3 separate regions of the Mus musculus genome follow, and all the other regions are linked to region 1. Evidence: chromatin contacts called from public Hi-C and HiChIP or PLAC-seq data. All regions are on one chromosome and are shown on one strand. Each heading gives the region's core, a stretch centred on a gene start, on an enhancer-like site or on the middle of the called end of the contact. The rest is flanking DNA. Distances are from core to core; before and after follow the strand shown.

Region 1 (4,944 bases), core at 1,357-3,856:
TGAAGGCCCTGTGACTTATAAAGTACCACAGGCGGACACCCACTGGGTCTCCAAAACTTCAACACACAAAAGATTCTCCTGCAGATTTTAATGTAATTTGGGACGAGCCCTTTGGACAAGCACCCCCAGTGTTTCCTATGCAGGTTGTCTGGAAACTTTTATCAGCTAGCAGATGAAAAATGAGGGCCTGAGAGGAGCCATTACTAGGTCAAAGCAAATAAAATAACCTTGAAAAGCTCTGCTCTGAAACCGGTAAAGTCCACATTCCTGCTTTAGCACTCACTGAGTGCCTAAACCTATTGGTCTCTAAAGGGTAACTTGTAGCCACTGAAAAATCTTAATAATACCTATTGTCCTGTGGTAGTTACTCTGTTCCCAAAGGCATCATTGGGCATTTGCATAAGTATCTAACCTTCCAGTTGACAGATGAAATACAGCTTCCTTCATGTAACTGCAGACAACTATTAAAGAGGGGGTGGGGGGCGTGGAAATCAAGCAGGCTGTATGCTGCTTAGGTCTGTGCTCTTTGGTGTCTGTTTCTCCTGCTAACTACTCTTTATACAAGTAAAGCCAGTAAGCAAAAAAATCTGTATGTGAAAACAAAAGAACTTTCTCTTAAATATTCCTTACTTTACAAATAAACTGCATGGGATTTCCTTACATGATGAACTTCCATAGTGCATTTAAGGATGGCACACCACCAGCTTCTAAAACACAAGTAATCTTTTTGTTTGTTTGTTTGTTTGAGACAGGGTTTCTCTGTGTAGCCCTAGCTATCCCTGGAACTCACTCTGTAAGCCTCGAACTCAGAAATCCGCCCGCCTCTGCCTCCCGAGTGCTGGGATTAAAGACGTGCGCCACCACTGCCCGGCTCAAACACAAGTAATCTTAAGGATCCATTTACGTAGCCAAATAGTTGCTCTTACTGTGGAATGTAAATGGGGTTGGCTCACCATTTACAGATCTCACAGTGACACCCCCCCCAACATGGGTGCTGAACCTCGAACCACTTCAGTGGGCACCTCTCAACCAGAATTCTATCCTTCACCCCAATACTGAATCAGAAGCCCTGGGGTATAACGTCTAGAATCGCCCTTTAAGCTACCGAGGGACTTTGGGTGAGAAACAATGACTCAGAAGTCTGGATGCATCAAACCCAGCATTCTTTGGAGGAATGAACTGAGGACTTGGAAAGGTACGCTGTGCAGAAAGCCACAGCTTGTGAGCACCACAATAAGCTGCAGAAGCTACGTCCTTGTGTCCCTTGGTTCCTTTTACACCAATTCAAACTGTGTTTCGTTAAGTTGCACTTACGTCTTTTCCAAATGCGCACCTGCAAATTAATCTCTCGTGTACAGGCGGGGAATAATACAGTCAGTGCCTACGTCTTAAAAGTTTCTGTGAGGGTATTACTAAGATAAAACTCATTATTTAATGTATTTAACAAGGTACCTGGAATACCACACTTACTGGCTAGGATGCAAAACCCACACACACATACACACTAAAAGCCTGCCTTCTTAACTGAAAAGGATTTCCTGGGCCACTGCAGTTATAAACCCATGTTTAATTCTGAAAGTCCAAGAAGACCTTAAATTCAAGGGTAAGATTTAAATTCATAATATCTACTATCTTCCTTTGCCAGCCACCACCTACGTCTGCAAAAAGTCCAGAGAATAATCACTCTGCGGTGACCTAACTTCATAAACCAGCCCGATAGTTGCATTGCTCTAGAGACTCATGACAGCGATAATCTATTCTGACAAAACGCCCCTTGCCCCTCAACTGGTGTTTCTCGGGCGCCCTACGGATGGATAACCACTAGTATACAGAACCCTTGGCTGTAGCAAATGGCCTCTCAAAGCTTCCCGCTATCAGTGAGTCAAGGAGCAGCGTCATCAGGCCCAGAGGCAAACAACAGCTGCGCACAGCTGTGCTGGGTGACCGCTTTGGTTACCCGCCCGACCCCATTCACCTCCTAAGAAACAGAAAAATAGACAAGCGCCATCCACAGATCTCCACGGCGCACACAGTGTGGCCTACGAGCAGCTAAGGTTGACCCCGAAACCTCATTCCTAGGGAGCAAGGGTCAAAGGTGACCCCGAGTGACCCAGCAGGCCCTAGCGGCACAAGAAGGTTAACGACCCTCTTGTGCCGTTTTTTTCCCAGCGGCGAGAAGCCTCCACCAGCTGCCGGAAGTATGTCACCCCGACTGCGGGGATGGCGGGAGTTGTAGTTAACTGGCTATATCTCTTGCAATAATAGTTCAGTTTTATCAAACAAGTAAACACCCTGAGGCTCTGCAAAACGAACGCGCTGCTCGCTTTCTGCCAAGTTCTTAAAAAAATCCTGGTTTCCCCTGCTCCGCAGGACGCGTTCGTGCCCCGCGCAAGCGCAGGCTCGGACTACACATCCCAGCGTGCCTTGCGGCGCTCCCGCCGCGCCCGGCTGTAGTCGTTGGTGTGGGCCGCGTGAATGGAGCTCCGCGCGTGAGGCAGCGCCTGGCACGGCCCGCGCCAGCGCCTGTCTGGGCCCCGGAGCGTGAGTGCGGGTAGCGGCCGTGCGCGTGCGCACTCGCCTTCGCGCGCGGGCAAGCGCCCGACCATTGGCGCGCTAAGCGGGCGACCGTGCAAGGCGGCCCCGCGCGCCCCGCTGGCCGGTTGTTGCGGGGAGGTCTCCCGCCTGGCGCGGGGGTCCGCGCGGGTAGCCGTGGCGGCCGCCGGAGACCGCAAGGGGCGGCGCAGAGGCGGAACGGGCCGGCCGCGAGCCGCGCAGGAAGCGCCAAGCATGCCCCGCGACAACATGGCCTCCCTGATCCAGCGCATCGCTCGCCAGGCGTGTCTCACCTTCCGCGGCAGCTCGACGGGCTCCGAAGGGCCGGCGCCGGGCTTCCCGGAGAACCTGAGCCTGCTCAAGAGCCTGCTGACCCAGGTGCGCGCCGAGGACCTCAACATCGCGCCGCGCAAGGCGCTGCCGCAGCCGCTGCCCCGCAACCTCCCGCCGGTCACCTACATGCACATCTACGAGACGGAGGGCTTCAGCCTGGGCGTGTTCCTGCTCAAGAGCGGCACGTGCATCCCGCTGCACGACCACCCGGGCATGCACGGTATGCTCAAGGTGCTGTACGGCACGGTCCGCATCAGCTGCATGGACAAGCTGGACACGGGGGCCGGGCATCGGCGGCCGCCGCCAGAGCAGCAGTTCGAGCCCCCGCTGCAGCCCTTGGAGCGGGAGGCCGTGCGACCGGGCGTGCTGCGTTCCCGGGCCGAGTACACCGAGGCCAGTGGGCCCTGCGTGCTCACTCCACACCGGGACAACCTGCACCAGATTGATGCCGTGGACGGGCCAGCTGCCTTCCTGGACATCCTGGCCCCACCCTACGACCCGGAGGACGGCCGGGACTGCCACTATTACCGTGTAGTGGAGCCCATCAGACCCAAGGAGGCTTCCGGCTCTGCCTGCGACCTTCCCCGAGAAGTGTGGCTCCTGGAGACACCACAGGCCGACGACTTCTGGTGCGAGGGAGAGCCCTATCCAGGCCCCAAGGTCCTACCTTGAAGCTCCTGCCGCCCGGGGAACTGTGGGCCAAAGATGTACCCTGCCCTGCTCAAGAAAGGCCTGGCTGCCCTCTATCTTCCATAAGGGCTCTTCTCTCCGCCCCCTCGCCTGGACGATGGATTTACTGGAGTGACCAGCGCCACATCTTGAGGAACCTTGGGGAACACGGCCCACTGGAGTACAGCCACCACCGGGCACGGTTATGGGGGCGGGTGGGCGGAAGGCTAGGTTGATTCCTGGTATCCTCAGTGCCACCAAGGCTTTGATTTAAGGGAACCGGGCAGGGACCCTAAAGCGCTTCCATCCTAAAGCCATAATGAAACCATTTTTGTTTCTCATTCTCTACAAAATACACTAAGTAGTTTTGAATCCCTCTTCCCTTCGGTGACTCAGATTTGTTTTCTCTCCTGCCCACGATTGCTCCTTAATAGTTTAATTTATTACTGATTGTGCATGACCTTGAATTGTTCTTGTTTTCTTTTTTTTTTTTTTTTTTTTTTTTTTAGTTATTCGTTTGGTTAAAACACACACACAAACTACTCAGCATCTAAAGTGAGGAGTTCTGAAAAGACATCTTTCTAGCACTGGGGTTCACCCTCATAACTGTGCGTGTTGAGGACGATGTCTTTCCTCCCCTGGCTTGGTAGCCACTTCTGGTGTACTCAGGTAACCTTTAGTAAGAAGGTCACATACGCGAATTCTCTTGTCAGGCCCTTAAAGCTCGTCTTTCCCTTGGGTCTCAAGATCTGTCGTTTAAACAAATTTTTTTGTTGCTATTGGGGATTTGCCTTTAAAGCAAAGACGATTATTATCCTCAGCTGACTTTTTCCTTGACGTGCTTCAAAGATGATACAATAATTATGTGTTTTCTAACCAGACGATTCCGAGGAGCGGAATCTGCTATGCTTCCAAATAACTGAATGTAAAGGCCCTGGCCACCTGTTGAATTCCATACTCGTATTTACTTCCAGCTTCTTCCTAGGAAAGAAGAGAAAGATACTCTTGACTGTTTGTTGTTGTTGTTGTTGTTGTTGTTGTTGGTTTTGTTCTGTTTTGGTTTTTTGTTTTTGTTTTTTTGCGTTCTCTGTGGAGGGAGCCTGCAGAGGAGCTGTGTGGTTCCAGCTGTGCTGCCGGGAGATAGCCTCCCAGCACTCCCTTAAACAAGAGCCAGTGCTGCCTACTACTGCCTTCTCTTGCAGGAAGAGGTAGAGAGCATGTAGTACCCTGGGAGGGGCTCTGGAAGTAGGCTGCTGGCTAAGCAGGCAAGAAGCCCTGGGCTCAATCCTCAGTACCACATAAACCAAGTGTAGCACACAGCATTTAGGAAATATAGGCAGGAGGATCAGAAGTCAAGGTCAGACTTGGCTACATAGTGAATTTGAGCGG
Region 2 (4,944 bases), core at 1,792-4,291, 340 kb after region 1:
TCCTGAGTGCAAAGCCCAGCAACCACATGTTGGCTCACAACCATCCCTAATGAGATCTGATTGCACTCTTCTGGTGTGTCTGAAGACAGCTACAGTGTACTTACATATAATAATAAATAAATCTTTAAAAAAAAAAGGCCTCTCTGCTTGTGTTAGTACATTTACTATCAATGCAGTTTCCCCCCACAGGATTTTGAAACCTAGTGACGATCGATTACTATGACAGGGGGTGACATCACATACAAGCCAGCATTCCTGCCAAGAACATTCTAAGTCCAGTGGAAGAGACATAATGCAAAAAGTTTCATTTAGGATACAGAATTCACACATGCTTTAGTGGGGATGACAAGAGAGCTAGTTAGGTACAACAGGAAAAGTTATCTCTGAAGAGCAAGTGGTCCTTTTGTAAACTGAGGGGAAAAAAATGAGTTCTTTGAGTTAAATCTTTAAAAAATACAAAAGGTACTTGCATGAATACAGGAGATCAGGGGAAAAGCCTCCCAAACTGAAACAGGCATGCAAACACAGAAGGATCAAACAATGGAGTGTGCTGAGGACTCTTAAGGACATTGAGGACTCTAAAGGACATTGTAAGTATGGATTAACTTAAAAAAAAAAGCTGAAATCATAATGCTAGACAGTGTGATACAGTTTTCATCTTTGCAATGGTACAGACTAGCTGTGTCCATTCTAGGCCTTCTCTCCCTCACAGCACTGTTCACAACACTGCCTCCAGGACTCCACAATGCTCTAGTTACAGGGCTGCACAGTCATCCAGTGGCCACCCTCCCAATTAATTAAGTCCTTTCTTTCTTTCTTCCTTTCTTCCTTTCTTTCTTTCTTTCTTTCTCCCTTTCTTTCTTTTCTTTCTCCCTTTCTTTCTTTCTTTTTGTTGTTGTTGGTTTTTTTTTTTTTTTTTTTTTTTTTTTTGCTGTTGTTGTTTTGTTTTGTTTTTTTGGAGGTAGGGTTGGTTTCTTTGAAACAGGGTTTCTCTGTGTAGCCCTGGCTGTCCTGGAACTCACTCTGTAGACCAGGCAGGCCTCAAACTCACAAAGATCTGCCTGCTTCTGCCTCAGGTGTGCTGGGATTAAAAGTGCAGCCCCCTCCCTCTCAATTCTAATGGCTTTAAAATTACTCAATTTTTATTTTGTTATTAAATAAAATAGATGTTATTAAAATGTTTATTATGACAGAGTTTGCTTATTGTTTCATTATCCACCATACCTCCTGTAAAACTTAAGCTCTATGAGGACAGGAATTTATCTTGGAAGTACTCAGAATATATAAATGGCTAAATAAATAATTATCTAATAGTAGACATGAGGTTTTTGTATAGAACTTGATTCAGAGCACAGAAAAAGTTGAAACCTGACACCATCTAGGGTAGGTTGTAAAATAGCAAGCAACCAAATTGGGAAGCCACTTAATATAAAAACTACAAGGGAGAAACCGACAAATGCAAGTAATGAAGAGATTAGCTATTTTATTATTTACATGTATACACATGTACAAAAAAATAAAAACAGGTGACATATGGCACATGGGACTTCCTTTATAACAACACACGAGTGGAAGAGCATACATTAAGATTGTAAGAGCCAGAGGAACCGGAAGTTTGGTATGAGATTGTATGTCCTAGGGACATCAGAGAAGCTACACCCATGAAGACTCATCAAGATGACAACCTAAACATTGACAACACCATCAGAACGTGCTCACAGGGAATGACCAAACTCATGGGGCCCTAACATGAGCTCTATGGACAACTATGGAATGTTGCATGGGGAAAATGGTCTTCTGCAGGGAAGAAGTTGACTATCCACTATCCAACTATCCCAGGTGGCTATCCAATAACAACCAGTTAGCCCAGAAACCATAAAAAAACCAGTAACATTAGACTAAACAGGTTGTGTTTATTTATTTTAGAGTATTTTTGTAGGTGTATATGTATGTGTGTAAAAGGAAAAGAGGCCATGGATTTTGCAGTGGGTGCAGCATGTAATATGGGAGAGATTGGAGAGAGAAAAAGGAAAGGGGGATGATGTACATGTATCAAAATTAAAAAAAAAAATTCTAAAATTGAGGTCCAGGGGCTCAGAGGATCATAAATTCAAGGCGAGCTTTAGCATGTAGTCAATTACAAAGATATTCTAGGGATACATAATACTTAGTCTCAATGAATATACAAAACAATGGGGATGAGTGTGTGTGTGTGTGTGTGTGTGTGTGTGTGTGTGTGTATCAGCTGGAAGGGTACTTGTTCTTGTAGACGACCTGAGTTTGTTTCCCAATATCAAATGGTGCTCATGACCATCTGGTAACTCCTGTTCCAGAAAACCCAAAGCCCTTTTCTGACCTCCAAAGGCACCAGGCACACATATGGCACACATACACACAAGCAGGCAAAACATGCAAAGCAAAAAGTAAAATTAAATCTTAAATTCTTTAAAATGAAGGATGACTACAAATGAAACAATACTGGTCATGAAATGACTCCCTGTTGGGAGCTGAAGATGAAAAGATAGCTTGTCAGTTAAGAGTGCTAGCTGCTCTTCCAAGTCCTGAATTCAATTCCCAGCACCCACATGGTAGCTCACACCTGTCTGTAACTGCAGTCTGATGGGATATGATGCCCTCTTCTGGTGTGCAAACATACTCCCAGATACAACACTCATAAACATAAACAGAATAAAATAAAATTAAGGGAAAGAAAATCACATCACTCAAATTCTGGTCAAACCTTCTAGAGGCTTCCAATCCAAACTTGTCAGAACCAAAACTGTATTGTAGCCTGTTAAGCTCCACTTGAGTACCTTATCACTGTTAACATCGATTAATCTCTGGAGCCTCCAATTTTTAGAGTGAGCTTACTTTACGGCCTTTCCATTTTCTGTTCTAGTTGATGATTTGGAGCCCCGTGTAGGCCTTACTTACTGTGCCCGCATGTAGACGACACGGAACAACGTAAGGGTCAGCTCGGTCCTGCGGGCCAGGCTCAGATCGCCATGCCTGAGGGCTCGTGCCCTTCCTTCCTCCCCTGCTCAGCTGTCTCACGACAGCTCTCTGAGTCTACAAATCTCACCCCGCCCACCTTCACTCTTGTCCTCATCCTCCTACAACCCAAGAAATATTTGTACAAATGAAGAAACACCAAATGGACTTATCTTTGAGGCAAGAAACAAAGGAGGCAAAGAGAGGTACAAAAATAGGTCTAAGAACAGGAAGTTATGGGGGGGGGGGTTCCTGCTGTAACCTCTGTTTCCTCTGTGCAGTAGGAGAAAGGTCATTTACTAGTAGAGAAGAAGGAAGTTTGATAGAACAGTGATAATTTGGAGTAACTGTGTAAGGGAACCCAAGTTTATAGAAGCAGACAAAATGGTGCCAGAAAAATGAAGGGCTCATCTGAGTAGAGACAAGACAGTGACTCTGAAATTCGGGGATGTTTCGTCTTGTCCTTCCGAGTTCAGTTTTCTGCAACTGAGGTGTAACATATCTGCACTGTCCCACATGTGACACGTGAATTGGTCCTGGCACTGTTGCCAATGCTGGGCAATGTAAATTTAGGACATGTAAGGAAAAAGGAGAAGCAAAGCTTTAGAACAACCTCCAAACAAACAACCCCAAAATTACTCTAACACTGCAAATTAAAAGTAAACATGACAGAAAATGTAAGAAGCATGCAAGAGCTAAACTGTTGGCTAGGAAGAACCCTTCACAACCATTGTTCCCAGCCAATAGAAAGGCTGGAGGGATGGCTCAGTAGCTAAGAGCACTTGTTGCTCTTGCAGAGGACTAGGGTTCAATTCTAAGCACTCACATGGTGGTTCAAAGCCATCCATAACTTCAGTTCAAGGGGTTCTGAAGTCCTTTTCTGACTTTTGCAGGTACTGGCATATAAGCAGTACATGGACACACATATATATACACACACACATATACATACACGTGCAGGCCAAAAATTCATACTCATGATTTTTTTTTTAAAAAAAGGTGAGATTATATGAACAACAGAAGAATCTTGACTGGAAAAAAAAAATCCACACTGAGTAAAATAGAAGATTGTAAAATTTATATTTTATAATTTATAATTATATGACCCATTATTTATAAGCAGAAATAAAATATTTTACTAGCTATGTATGAAGCTGTGATCTTATTTTGAGCATTTCTCAAACTTCTAAGGGCATCTTGAAAACATATGCACCATGAGTTGACATTTATACAAAAGGCAAGCCCTCCTATCCCTCTTTTCTATACTCCAGGGATTTAAACCCAGGGCATCACACATGCAAGGCAAGCCTTGTGCTTATTCATTTCCTGACCCCACACTCCTAGAGTCTGATATAAATACCATATACATTCTCTTTAACACAAAAAATTCAGAACACAATGTGTGCTTCTGCATATTAACAATTAGAAGAGAACATCAATATAATGAAAAGGGGTACTTTGTAGTACTTTATAAATTAAAAAATTATATAAATTAACTTGTTCGGCTGGTGTATGCACATCCGTTGGTAAGACAAGAGCTCAGTATGAAAGGAGCCCTGGGTTCAGATGCAGCAGCACAGAAGAACAGCAGTTATTAGCAGTAATTAGATCTAGTGACAAGACTGTAAACCTTGCCCAGCACACGACAGGTGAGAGCTCTGCTGCACTAACAATTCCTAGCTCTCTTATAATTAACCTATCTATCCCAAGAGGCCAAAACTCCCTAAGACAGATTTTATAGTTATAAAATTATCTAGATATGCATGTTTGAGTAAAATATCAGTAAAATCTAGCAATTTATTCTAGTCTACAAGCATACAATTGTTTGTACTGACTTTAGTCCTCTATAGCAGCCATACCACACAATGTTTTCCAACAGTAGCAAAATGCCAGACACATACTACCAATTAATACAAGTTTGTTCACACATATGCAATAAATATTAAGAGAGCT
Region 3 (4,944 bases), core at 1,780-4,279, 350 kb before region 1:
CATTTGATGTCCCTAGCCAGACCATGCCTGTCTCTGACCATGGTTACCATGGCTGCAGGGAGGAAGCTGAGCCTGAGGTACGCACTTACCTGCTCTTTTTTGACCTCCATTCCAAGCAGAATTGGTAGACACTTTTTTACTTGTAAAAGAACAAAGTCAGAAATATCTGAGTCGCAGCCTTAGTTTTCACTAGGCCAGAAGGTACCCAGATTTGAAGGCTTTCAAGTTGATATTCTAAGTGTTATCATTTCAAGAAAGCAAGATTCAACCATGTGCATATATACCCTCAGCCTTCCTTACAGCGGAGGGAAACACTCTTCCACAGCGCTCACTGTGAAACTTTCATTAAGTGGATATTCAAAAAGAACCCATGGCAGGTGATAGGCTTTGGTTACTATTTCACACAGGAACTTCTGGGGCATAAGCCTGCTGCCAGCCTAGATGAAGCCCCTGACAGTGTTTCATGCTCCAGGGTCTTGTTAAGTGGCTTGCTTGATCAGGACTCCCTGGCTTCTGAAGGGTAATAGGCTGTCTAATCAGCCTTTAGGCAGGGTGAGTGGATGGTCAGATCTTCCTGCTACACAGTTCAACCTTAGGGGAATGGAGTGATAAATATAAAATAAAATAAAACAAAACAAAATAAATAAAAACCAGATTTCACCTCTGCCCTACAGGTCAATAGTAGATTAACTAAGGAGAAAAGTCTCTATGTGAGGTGTCAGCACACTTCTCCATACCTGCTGCTATGCCCTATTTCTTCTTCTCCAGAACGTGCCTGCATACTCTGTGTCATCCTCCTGAGGCACAAACATCATCCCCCAAGTGTCTTAGTTAGGGTTTTACTGCTGTGAACAGACACCATGACCAAAGCAACTCTTATAAGGACAACATTTAATTGGGGCTGGCTTACAGGTTCAGAGGTTCAGTCCGTTATCATCAAGTCAGGAACATGGCAGCACCCAGGCAGACATGGTGCAGGAGGAGCTGAGAGTTCTACATCTTCATCTGAAGGCTGCTAGCAGAAGACTCACTTCCAGGCAGCTAGGATGAGGGTCTTAAAGCCCACACCCAGTGACACACCTCCTAATTGTGCCATTCCCTGGCCCAAGTGTATTCAAACCATCACACCAAGCTGACTCCTCTGCTCCCTCTTGGAAGACCCCAAGAATGTCCTATTTTAGCTAGTTCTGGAATGTCCTCGCTTGCCTAGCAGTGGCTGGAGGGACACCCTGAGCCCTCTCTGGCCACTTTCTTGCCTCATCTCATCCCATAGGGAAGGGTTGTGTTCTGAGGTCACAGAGCACGGATGTGAGGTGAAAAGGCTTGGCTCTAGAACCCTCTTAACTTGCTTCTTGCCAAGCCTTGCCTTTCTGGATCTCCCATTCTTCCTCCAGAAAATGAAGGGAGTGCGCCCAGCACTCTTGAACTGAGTTGTCAGTTTGCCTGTGACTGGGGTCTCAGACTCCTGAGCCTGTGAGGCAGTATTAACGTTTTCGGTGTGCAGGTGGATAAGTCAACCCAAACACAGCCGTGTGTGGCGACCTACACTCTGCTGATGGGGTCTTAGAATAGAGAGCAGTAGGAGGCAGGGAGAAAGCTGGGAAGCCAGAAGTGTCCCCTCTCTTTATATAGCTGGGGTCATGTCCTTCACTCAGCCTGCTTCCCCAGCCTGAATGCTGATCTTTGAAGAGTCGTAGGAATAGCTATCACCCATGTATTTTAGTCTTGTAATCAAACATTAGCATCCCACCGCTTCTGGTCAGATATACATATGTGGAACTTTATGTGTGCACACACAATGTACATTAGTGATTCTTCTTCGCTCCACCCAATAGTTACCTAGCAACAGGCAGGTACAAACCTGGCTTGTTATAAAAGAACTGTTTGCTTTCATGCTTGCTCTTGCTCTTGCTCTTGCTCTCTCTCTCTCTCTCTCTCTCTGCCTCTACTCCCTTCTCAGTCTCCCCTCCTCATGCCCCCAAATAAACTTCATTTTATATTACACCCGTCATATGGCTGGCACTTGAGGAGGGGTGTGCCTCAGCATGGGCCTGCTAAGGCACCTCCCCCCCACATCAAACCAAGTTTTATAAAACATATCAACATATATATACTCACACAGCTATATAAACATGTAAGCATGTGCATATTCACATGATACACTCGCACATATAGACTGCACAGTATATATGTATATGTATGTATGTATATATATATGTGTGTGTGTGTGTGTGTTTGTGTATATATGTTTGTGTACAAGGTACACAAAACAAATTCCTTCATCCATGGTAGAAAATTAAATATTTATGTTTGTCTGTTTCCTGGCTCAGTCACATGATCTGCCTCCAGCCAGCTGGCTCAACCGAAGGAATCACTGGCTAATCCAAATGATGCTCCATGCAGTAGAGATTGTAATGAGCAGTTTAGATATGAGAGCTGAGTGGCTGGCGTGATCACGCGGTAATGAAAGGACCGGCCTAATTGATGTAGATTGTTGCTCTGGCTTTGGATGGACCCAGAGTACAGAGTGAATTCAGAAGAGATTAGGCACACGTATTGATAGTTTATCCTCTTGCTTTGTGTCTTCGCCAACTCTTCCTTGGGTCAAGTTGGGCTGTCTGCAGACTCTACAGTGGGAGTGGGCATGCCCCCTCTCCCTTGTTCTCCCTCCCTCCTTTCCCTCCCTCTCTCTCTCTATCTCTCTTTCACTCCCCATCTCCCCCCTTTCCTCTCCTCCCCCTTCCTCTTACTCTCATCATAGTCATATGCACCCGTCTATAAAATAAGGAGCCATGTCTTTGATATAATCAGAGAGCTGTGTCTGCTCTCTCACACTGAATGCCAATATGGAGACAGAATAGCTTGGCTGTTTTTAGCAAGAAGAACTTTGAATCAGGATTTGGCCCAGCGTAGTGTGTTACAGAGCTCCCATCTTACCCGGCTTCTGGACTGACCCAGAACAGTTACCTAGTACCACACAGGAGATGCAGACATGTCTCATCTCTCCCTGCCAGCACTTCCATATCCCTCCGCCAGGGTGATGAGAAAATCACTCCGCTTTTCCCACCCTCCAGCCCACACTGCAGGATGCAAGATGATGATCCATGATGATCCACTGCTCTCCTGCCGCTGCTGCTGCCCGCCCTCATTCCCTTTCCCCTAGAAAGGCCACTTCAGAGGGAAGGGCAGTCTTCACATCGCTAAGTGGGCTGCCTCTTCCAGAGGTGATTGTTAGCCCTGCGTCCTTCTGGGGATGCTTTGTCCCCCTTCACCTTCTGTGCCTTTTCTGAAACAACGTTTGGCATTCCGCATCTTTCCCTGAATCCCCTTGGGCATCTGTGTTCTTTTTTTCCACCTGGCTGGCTTCTAAAAATATAGGTTGCTTACTCAGATTTTTTATCTTTGTGCTCTGAAAAACGCTGTCAGATTAGACACAAAGTGACCTAATATCCCATCTGCCAAAAAAAAAAAAATTAATGCTCAGAACCACTCAGATATAGGCTTGCAGCTTAGATAATCTTGTTTTAAGTACTGCATTCATTACCTCCTGGCTGTTAATTGAGGGCTAGCAGCAATGCACTTAACACGTATTTATTGAGGGCACAGTGCTTATGAGGTTCTGATGCCAAGAACAAAACAAACAAGTCCTTTTTCTCTTGTGTGGAGGGGACAGCGAGCAAATCAGTCATGGCGTTCCTGCATGGTAACTACTGCAGAGATGGTTGAAGACGAGTATGTTCGAGGTGTTCGGGGAGGGGCATTGCTTTGGGGCAATGGACCTAAAGCTCCCTAGTCTTGGACTTTGCCTTGGATAACTTTCTGTGGAAAGCCAGAAGCAAGATGTTCCAGGCAAGGACAGTGTATCACGGATGGAAGGAACAAACTTGGCACGGTTGCATGGTAGGAGGCAATGCCAGAGAGCTGCAGATTGCAAGAGGAGCATTCCCAGCGTGCAGGGAGGGTCTATTCCCAGCGCGCAGGGAAGCAGGGGAAGGCTTTGAGGGCGGGCGGAAGGGCATCAGAAGGAGAGATGGTCAGAGGCTCTTGTGATAGGAGCAGAGAGGAAGTACTTGGGAGGGAGCAGCAGAGGAGGAGAGAGGATTCAAGAGGATATGCCTTGGAGTAGACCTGAAGAGGCCGTTGGGAGCCGCTGGAGGGCCACTGAGGTGAGGAGAGAGGGCAGGGGCATCAGGAACGACCTGGAGGTCTTGGTCTGAACAGGAGGGTGCATAGGACCATTACTTATTACAAAACTTAAGACAAGGTGGAGGGCCAGTTCCGCCAGACCTGCGGCAGTTCAAAACAGCATGCCTAGAATGTAGAAGCCTATAGGCCCAATCACCATGGGTCCAGCCATCTGCACAACATAATTATTTGGAAAAAATAACTGAATAAGCAATAAATAATAAATATTATTGTTGTAGTGGCCATCATCATCATCATCTCTGGATGGCCTGGAACACACTATGTAGGCTAGTCCAGCCAGGAACCCATAGAAGCCAGCCTATCTCCAAACACTGGGTGGGATCAAAGGAGTGCACCACCACTCCAACCTTGTCATTACTTTCGTGTGTATGACTATGTGTGCACATGGATATATGTGCACCATATGTGTGCATTGGAACTGGACCTAGAGATGGCTGTTAGCCACCATGTGGTACTAGGAACCACCAGGGTCTTCTGGAAGAGCAGCGAGTACCGCTTTAAGAAAAATCACAATGTGATTGCATCATCGCTCCATTTTCATTTTCTCTCTTCAGCTCCTCCTATGTCTTACTCTCTCAAAACCATGGCTACTTTTTCTTTAATTATATGTGTATATATATCATATATATTATATATATAATATATGTAACATATATGCATAAGTTTATATTCTTAAATACACAGGTACCACTTGTTCAGTCTGTATAATGGCTGCTACATGTGACAATTCAGGACTGA

Evidence for each region. Hi-C and Micro-C count contacts between places; a contact is called where the count stands out from the background. HiChIP or PLAC-seq counts read pairs in DNA pulled down with a chosen protein or histone mark.
Region 2: a Hi-C map of CD8 T cells shows a contact between it and region 1, with 2.4 times the contacts expected there. The contact joins the enhancer-like site here to the promoter of Ado in region 1. A contact is called at or near these places in 4 of 484 Hi-C or Micro-C datasets (CD8 T cells, Th1 cells, natural killer cells and 1 more) and 3 of 115 datasets of contacts at active chromatin or transcription factors (effector CD8 T cells, memory CD8 T cells and microglia).
Region 3: an H3K4me3 HiChIP or PLAC-seq map of forebrain shows a contact between it and region 1, with 3 times the contacts expected there. The contact joins the enhancer-like site here to the promoter of Ado in region 1. A contact is called at or near these places in 7 of 39 promoter capture datasets (the 3T3-L1 cell line, the SN4741 cell line, embryonic stem cells and 3 more), 3 of 115 datasets of contacts at active chromatin or transcription factors (embryonic stem cells, forebrain and oligodendrocyte precursor cells) and 2 of 9 other capture datasets (adipose tissue and embryonic stem cells).

Annotation. Positions count from the first base shown.
Region 1 is chr10:67,546,617-67,551,560 of GRCm38.p6, reverse strand. It overlaps Ado (2-aminoethanethiol (cysteamine) dioxygenase), which reads left to right and starts at 2,606. Exons shown (of 1, transcript NM_001005419.2): 1 at 2,606-4,944. The coding sequence starts at 2,788. The coding sequence ends at 3,558.
Region 2 is chr10:67,203,423-67,208,366 of GRCm38.p6, reverse strand. All of the region lies in intron 3 of Jmjd1c (jumonji domain containing 1C), which reads right to left. Among named protein-coding and RNA genes, the nearest start is that of Jmjd1c, 79 kb to the right of the region's middle. Within about 2 kb of position 3,041, at least 100 of the 459 cell types and tissues checked have an H3K27ac peak or open chromatin away from gene starts, as enhancers often do. A contact at or near this core is called in CD8 T cells, Th1 cells, effector CD8 T cells and 2 more, where this site is marked.
Region 3 is chr10:67,892,381-67,897,324 of GRCm38.p6, reverse strand. The region is part of intron 3 of Zfp365 (zinc finger protein 365); the gene reads left to right. Among named protein-coding and RNA genes, the nearest start is that of Zfp365, 18 kb to the left of the region's middle. Within about 2 kb of position 3,029, at least 24 of the 459 cell types and tissues checked have an H3K27ac peak or open chromatin away from gene starts, as enhancers often do. A contact at or near this core is called in forebrain and hippocampal neurons, where this site is marked.